Linked DNA regions of Anas platyrhynchos: region 2 is linked to region 1. The links are chromatin contacts, called in public Hi-C maps. All regions are on one chromosome and are shown on one strand. The core of a region is the stretch at or near the end of the contact, and the rest is flanking DNA. Distances in the headings are between cores, read along the strand shown.

Region 1 (3,776 bases), core at 507-3,006:
AAAAAAATGCCATCACTGGCTTTCATACTGTTGTCAAAAAATATTGATAGCAACTGACTCCAGCATCTGGTCCTCAGTAAGAAAGAACAATCTTTCTCCACTAGGCGTCACATCCATAATATATAATATTGAATTGAGAACAAACAAGTTGTAAAATATGTTTCAAACAGCAAGGAGCAGGGAGGACACCAAGGAATACAGGAGAACAAGAGGAAGACAAAGGAAAGCACAGGTCCGACATCTCACAAGGGAGAAGAGCAACAGTGGACAAAGTATTCAGCAGCCTCAGTCCTCACAAAAAAAAAAAAAAGGTTAACTGGACCTAGATTCTTACCACAATTAATTTCAATAATGGGGAGAAAAATCAGGATGAACGTGCAAAAGAAGAGATTAAACAGCATTTAGGTAAATAGAGGTGTTCATATTGGTAACACCCAGAGAAACACACACTGGAAAACTTGGAGGGCTAGCTGAAGCAATTTTCAAGTCTCTAACAATTATTTTCAAGACTTTATAGACGGCTGAGAGAAATGTAGAATGGCAAATACGGTGCATGTTTTTTAACAGGTTTGGAAGACTCCTAAAAACAAGAGTTCAGGGAATATAACTTCGATGCTTACAGCTAGTTAACTGAACACCACAGAAGCACCTAATGCATAATATGGTGATTGAAAACCAGAGATTGTGGAGTTATCGAAAGGAATGATGTAAACCCAATCTAATTCCAGTCTTTGAGAAAATAATTGGCCTAAGTGATAAAAAACTTGATTTGCTTTGATTTTCATACAGCTTTTCAGACTGCTCGTTATGGCATTCCCCTAAGCAAAAATGAAGATAGGTAGGACAAGATGCAGCATCAGATTTGTGGTTCATACAGAGAGATTTCTCTTTTTATTGTGGAGGTGTCCACACATAAGATAGCTTTCTATGTTTCCTTTGCAGTGACATTTAGGGCTCACTGCAGTTGCCCACATAAAAGTGTCTTGTGCCACCTGCATGTCTCCTGGCTGACCTTCAACTACCACTTCAAAGCCGGGTGGACCTCCCATACATCCTGCGTCCGACCTGTCAGCCTTGTAAGACTGCTGTGAGGGCATCATGGTACGAGTACTTCTGGGCAACCAGAGCAATTAGCCAATGCAGCCAAGGGAGCCTAGGGATGAATTTACCTGACCATGCCTGACCATGTTGTGCTTACTCAAGGATGAGCAAAATTGGTCTCCAGCCTCCACTGGCTGTGACAGATGTTTAGACACCTAGCTCATAGGTGGACTGAGAGAAAAACACTGAGGGAAAAACACATGCAGAGTTTTATTTATTTATTTATTTATTTGTCAAATTGGGATGCATTTCAAATAATATTCAGTGGAGATTTACCTTAGATTTGGTCTTGTTAGGCAATTTGCCAGATGGAACAGAAAATATTTTTCTGTTGTTCGTAAGTGACAGAAAGCTGGAAAATAATGTAGATACTTCTGAGGACAGGGATAACATTTAAAATGATCTTGACAGGCTGGGGAAGTAACTCAAGGCTTGTAAGGTCTCAGTAAATAGAAATGCAAAATTCTTCCTTTAGCCATTAGATTCAAATACAGAAATACACAATGGAGAGCTAACAGTAAGTCAGCAGTGCAGTGGAAAAGAATTTGGCAGTTGCTGTGATTCACAAACTAAAAATGTGTGTGTGATGTTGCTGCAGAAAAGGCAACTCCCATTCTTGGATCTTCTGGCAGGGATGTCATGTGCAAGGCATCGGAACTATTTAACATGCTCTGATTCATAATGATAAGGCCTCGGCTAGGGTGTTCCTCTGGCCAGGGCTGATAACCACACTTTAAAGACAGATAATGACAAGCTGCAGAGAGGCCTAAGGAGAAAATGAAATATGATAGGAGAGTTATATTACTTGTGCATAAATTCAGGGATTTTGCTGTGCTTATTCTGGAGAAGATTGGAGGACAGGGGGTGAGGGAGGGCAGGAACCAGTCACCCAGCTCATCAAAGGTTATAATAAAAACGAGGAAGATCAGACTTCCTCTGTCTGCTAAGCGAAGAATGCAAGATAATTGGCCTGATTTGCATCAGCAAAGGTGTAGCTAAATCCTAGAACCTGCAGAAACTGCTGAGCTTCTTTTATGTTAGATTTTTAGGAACAGGTTCAAAAAAAGGGGAAGCTGTCAGGTGTAGTGATGGGACTCAGTAGGTCAGGTAGACTGTTGGACCTGATGATCTCGAAGGTTATCAGAAAGAAAGAAAAATAAAGAAAATAAAAACAGCTGCTTTATGGCAGCAGAAGATGGACTTGTGCCTATCTGCACACCAACAGCCCCCTAGAAAGAGGAAGGATGAAATCCTAGTCGATGGGAATGGTTGAGAAGACCTTGAAGGAGGTGGCCGAGTGCTACATGAATCAAACCTGATTCCTGCAACAAGTGCTCCTTGGCACCTTCCCACCAAGGTCAGATAAAATGCATAATAATAGCTGGAGCTGACTCCAGCACCTGGTCCTCAGCGAGGCAAGTAAGGAGGAGCCCTGGTGGGGTGGCCTTTCTCTGCAGAAGGCATTCATTTCCCTGGTCCTATCACAACTCCACTACGGCACAAAGCTGGGTTTTGGGGGACCTGTTTTTTTTTATTTTCTTTTGTTTTGTTTTGTTTTGTGATTGCTGATCGAAGGCAATATGCAAACATTCTGCTCATTTTATCTTTCCTTTTGCTGTGAAGATGGAGTGATGCGAGTTTTATTACCGCACAACAGTTCTTTAGGAAGGTGGTTAATGAGCTGTCAGGATTTCTGTAATAAACTTCTCTTTCAGAGGGGTAAGTAATAACTCACTGCAAGATGAAGCACACTTTTAGTCATTGCTCAGAAATGTGTTTTACCAGTTCTGAAAAATAAACCTCATTTTATTCAAGAACCTTATGTCTCAGTAAAAACAGACTATGGAGTTTTCTCAGAGCAACTTGTTTTTCAAAATATGAATATAATTGCTCCTTTATACTTATATTGAAAGTACGTGTGTTGTAGAGCTGTAGAACCATAGAGGGAATTGGGACATTCTGCCTCATTAGTGTCATTCTTTCTTTGTCTAATGCTATTTCCCTCTCCTCAAGTGTATCCCTCGCAGGAGATGACTAATCCTGGCCACCAGTAAATGACAGTGCGCAGAACTCCAGCCAGGACATGGCTCTGCTTTACAGCAGAGCCAGGTACTTTCTCTGCCACACAGTTGCTTGGCTTGACACTTCCTGAATTTAAAAAAATACAAATAAAATAATACCATTTTGTTTTACCAACCTTGACCCTTTCTTTCCCAACATATGTTGCCTGCTAGAGTGGTCAAAGGGGCAGGGAGAGGAGATTGTGTTATGTCATGAGTAATTTGTCTGATAAGGCACATTGCCTGTTGCAAACAATCTGCATGCAGTTTGCAGTCCTTGACTTTAATAATTGTTTAAAGGTTTATGGTGTAGGATACCTGAGCCGATTTTCACCCTGGGTTTTCTGCAGCCGTCCCAGTTTTGCAGTCTTACAGCTGATCAATGAGATCAAGTGGTCTTGTTTCTTGTTTGTGAGCTGATACAGGCTTTATGGCTGGGAAAATTCCCTCTCTTCATTGCTCAGATGCTTTTTTAGCGTTCCAGAAATGTGCTTGCAAATAGTAAAAGCACAATTTCAGGCAAGTGCCTTTTTTGAATATGCACACAGGTTTTGATGGGGCTTTTCGGTTCTGCACACATTCTTGAAAAGCACGGGAAGTTTCCTACATTAGCAT
Region 2 (3,776 bases), core at 836-3,335, 130 kb before region 1:
AAATCAAAATAAAAAAATAATAATAATGTAACCCATTATTCACTATCACAGTTTCCATTACAGCTGGGAGGCTAATTCAGTTTTTATCTGTGAACTGGCTCACACCTGAAGAGATGCTTCTCAGAAGGCAACAGAAAATTTCTTCAGATGCAGAATTTGGTTTGAAAACTGAAGCAAAACACATCTTCATAGGCCTTCCTTCCACAAGTGTTTCCCTCCACCCTCCCCCCCCCAAAAAAAATCAAAATTGAAGTTGTTCCCTTTTGAAGATCAGCATTGTTTTCTGAGTATGACATTGAGATTAACTTTTTTTTTTTTTAAACTTACTATGATTTTATCTGTGAAATACAGCTCATGGTCACTCTCAGGGCAAAACCACCTTTCAAGGTGTTCAAAAACCACACAATGCTTTGTTTCATCAGTAAGAGATACAGCAGCGAGGTTTAACATGTGACACATTAATTTGTGAACCTTTCTAATGCTTCATGCATCAGTGCCATATGATATCAAGCTGAATTCCAAACTGAATTCACTCAAGGAAATAGAAGAGAACATTTCTTACCTGTAACTTTTTCCTCATAACTGTGGACTCCCACTACTGAAGATAATCTGTCAATTTAAAGACCTTTTTTTCTTTTAAACCTCCCACTCCTAAACCACTTAGTATTACCACATAGGAAAGAAAAAGCAAAGAAAAACTTGTCTAATATGTGAACGGTTAAATGCCACTTCTCTTAGTCAGCTTCTGCATAGGAGCTTGGGTAGGTACCTCAAACAACAGAGGAGACAAAAATCTGTTTTATGAAAATAAAAAGAAGCATCAAGAAAACATGGAAGAGAAACTGGTGTTTTAAAACGTTAAAGCAGCAAAGGACCAGAAAATATAACCTCTATATAATATGGCTTAGGCTATAATCTTCCACATTAGGTCATTTCTGGTCCATAAACATTCTCTGTATTTATATATTATATCCAACTGCTGCAGATATGAATACCCAACTAAACCAGACAATAGCAGACAATCTTCCTTTCATCCCGAGACCCTTTATTCATGTGGTCCAGGTGATCTATAGTGCTACCAAGGCCTGTGCATCCTGCGCTCTTGGTGCTCTACACTTTTCCACTTAAAAACCAGCAGCACACTTTGTTAGGACTGAAGAGAAAGGAGTAGGAAGGCTCACAGTGCAATTTTCAAGAGCTGAGAGTTACTTCAGCAATTTATCTTTCACAGCTTATCAGGATGAATGTGTTAACAAGTTTCCATTTAAAAATGAGTCAGCCTACCCTCCTGGAGTAAGAACACAGAACTCATCAGATTCAGACTCCGGAGAGATTGCACAGGTTTCTCTTACTTCCAAATTACTGAACTGAACTTGTTTAAGACCAAGAAGAAACAAATGTCCTTCCAATTACTTAGCAGGTTTTGCCAAGCAAAATGCCAGACTTAATCCCAAAAGAAGCGTGGTCCCTTTTCTGGTTTTATTTATTTAGAATTTAGGCAAAACCTGGTCTTTTTTTTTTTAAGAAAAATTGTACAGTGGTTTTATAATGTTTCAGCTTTGATATACCAAAACTCATCATTTAAGTGTAGATCTCAATTTGCCCTTGGTGAAACCATTAAACCAGGCAGTGAGCTTTACAATACAGGAAAGCTACAATAAAGGCTTGGAAGGACAGCTGTAAACCTAAAATTCCAGACAAATTTGTAAGATAAATAAATCTGAGAAAACACTAAATAGAATTATTAAAGACCATGACTTTATAGTCCATTCATACAGTCCATATTCATGTTAATTACCCAACCACCTCTTCTCTCCCAAAAGGGAAGGCTAAGCAAACCCTTTGCTTTTACAGTACAGTGGGACCAAAGTCAGTTTACCTGGCATGCTCTTGGTTCCTCCTTCGCTTAATCCTTCAGTAATCTGCCTGCAACTGCTGTGTGACTACCTCAGAACTGAATCAGGTCAGCCGTGGCTATCTGGAACCGAACTGTGTCGTATTTTGCTGACACACCCTAAATCAGCTGAAAGCTGCAGAGCTGTCTTAAAACAGTTTCTGCTGTACTTCTCAGCCTTGTGGGCTGAGACTCAGCGGCGTGCTCCAGGCTCACGCTTCTTCCAGTTTGGAGCTGGCTGGAAACTGCCTGGCTTGGGGTCTAAGGAGAAGCTTGTGTGCATTCATCTGCAAAACAGGGTAAATCCTGAAACTCTCCCAGCTCTTTGGCCAAATACCACCATCGGTAACAGCAGCATGGCAGCGGAGGCACTTTGACAACCAGCACCAGCTCTGAGCTACACACACGGCTCCAAAATGGCCAGAAAACGGAAGCAAAACATCTCTTTGTCTTCCCTCCAAAAATAAAACAAAGCACTGGTGATAGCCAGGCCCTACTCCACACCCATCTGGAAACTTTGTGTATACACATACTTTTGTAAGACTCGACAGCATAAAAGCTTAGACCAAGGACTAAGATATTTAGCAAGAACAGTAACCACAGCATCCTTTAAATATAACATCCTTAGGAAAAGAGTGCTACAGAATTGAAGAGCAAGGATGTGCAAGTTCAGAGGTGACAGGATTTGACCATTTTTTTTGTCGTCAGAAATTATTTGAGCCTTTAATGAAAACTGCAGTTGAAGAAACTCAGGTAACCACAATTCCTATAATCTACCAAAACCAGGCCCTAAGTTTTGGCAAAGAGGCTTTAAGTAGTCAAAAACCAGGAGTGCAGTTTTGTCAAAAGATAAGAAAGGGAGGTAGAAAATGAGGGGGGAAAAAATCCACATCATACTACACCTTTATTAAGCTGTTACCACTGAAGATTTTTAATGCTTAAGGCCCAATCCAGCGAATGAGGTCAAAAAGGCAGCAAAACTTGCAGAAACCTATCTTAATTAGCAAAGACTGGGAACGACTGAAGACCTATTAATGAGCTCGCTGAATAGACAGCATGCTGATTAAATACAGCGTGGGCAAAAACAAGATGAAGCTTGTTTCAAAAAAAAATAATAATTCAAGCTAGTCGTTCACAGTGCTGGGTCATAAATTAACTAACTGCTTCCAAAACAAAATACTTCAACAATTTGCACCTCTATACACAGAAGCTCTTCACAAGGCACCAGGTGAAAAAAAACAAACAAAATTCAACAAGATTAAAAAACCCTCAAAGCATAAAGCATATGCTAAAAGCTTCACTTGGAAGTCTATTTGATTTAGTTCTAAGTTAGCAAGACTAGAAAGGAGTTAGGAACTACCAGAGCTTGTATAAAGAAGCTACAAAAAAAAAGTGGATTTTTTGTTTGTTTAAAAACCAACAACATAGCAAGTGTATAATTGACTTTCATAACATCACTGCCATGCTCAAGGTACACGCTTAGATTTACCTAAATAAAGAACTAGATGTTAGATAGCAAAAAAAACTACCTTCTCTGCAGAATTCACTTGTGAAGATTCAGAAGGAAGCCACTGTGCTGTCCTTCTGCAAGCAGACTGTAAACAACTTGCGCTTCTCCCCAGCTCCCCAAGGAAAGCTGCTCTGTTCCCAGAACATGGCCATAGGTAGTGCTTGCCAGAATAACACACGGCTGTTCTGGGCTGCCCTGAATCTCTGCTTTCCTTCACGAGGCTGGACCAAGCAGGAGTTTCAGTGTCCATTTTTTATAGTTAAGACACATACAGAAAACTACAGTTGTTAATTTGGATAATCTTACAGCAACAAGATTTCAAGAGCATTGGGTAAAATAATATGCATGTAGAACTTGACAAATTGTACCTGC

Evidence for each region. Hi-C and Micro-C count contacts between places; a contact is called where the count stands out from the background.
Region 2: a Hi-C map of subcutaneous adipose tissue shows a contact between it and region 1, with 4 times the contacts expected there. The contact joins two enhancer-like sites. A contact is called at or near these places in 3 of 8 Hi-C or Micro-C datasets (skeletal muscle, small yellow follicle and subcutaneous adipose tissue).

The regions. Positions count from the first base shown.
Region 1 is chr1:142,677,936-142,681,711 of IASCAAS_PekinDuck_T2T, reverse strand. It overlaps LOC113839965 (a long non-coding RNA gene), which reads right to left. Exons shown (of 3, transcript XR_011805892.1): 3 at 380-3,776. Among named protein-coding and RNA genes, the nearest start is that of NCK2, 47 kb to the left of the region's middle. Within about 2 kb of position 1,756, at least 4 of the 8 cell types and tissues checked have an H3K27ac peak or open chromatin away from gene starts, as enhancers often do. A contact at or near this core is called in subcutaneous adipose tissue, where this site is marked.
Region 2 is chr1:142,810,625-142,814,400 of IASCAAS_PekinDuck_T2T, reverse strand. No RefSeq gene overlaps it. Among named protein-coding and RNA genes, the nearest start is that of ECRG4, 54 kb to the left of the region's middle. Within about 2 kb of position 2,085, at least 1 of the 8 cell types and tissues checked has an H3K27ac peak or open chromatin away from gene starts, as enhancers often do. A contact at or near this core is called in subcutaneous adipose tissue, where this site is marked.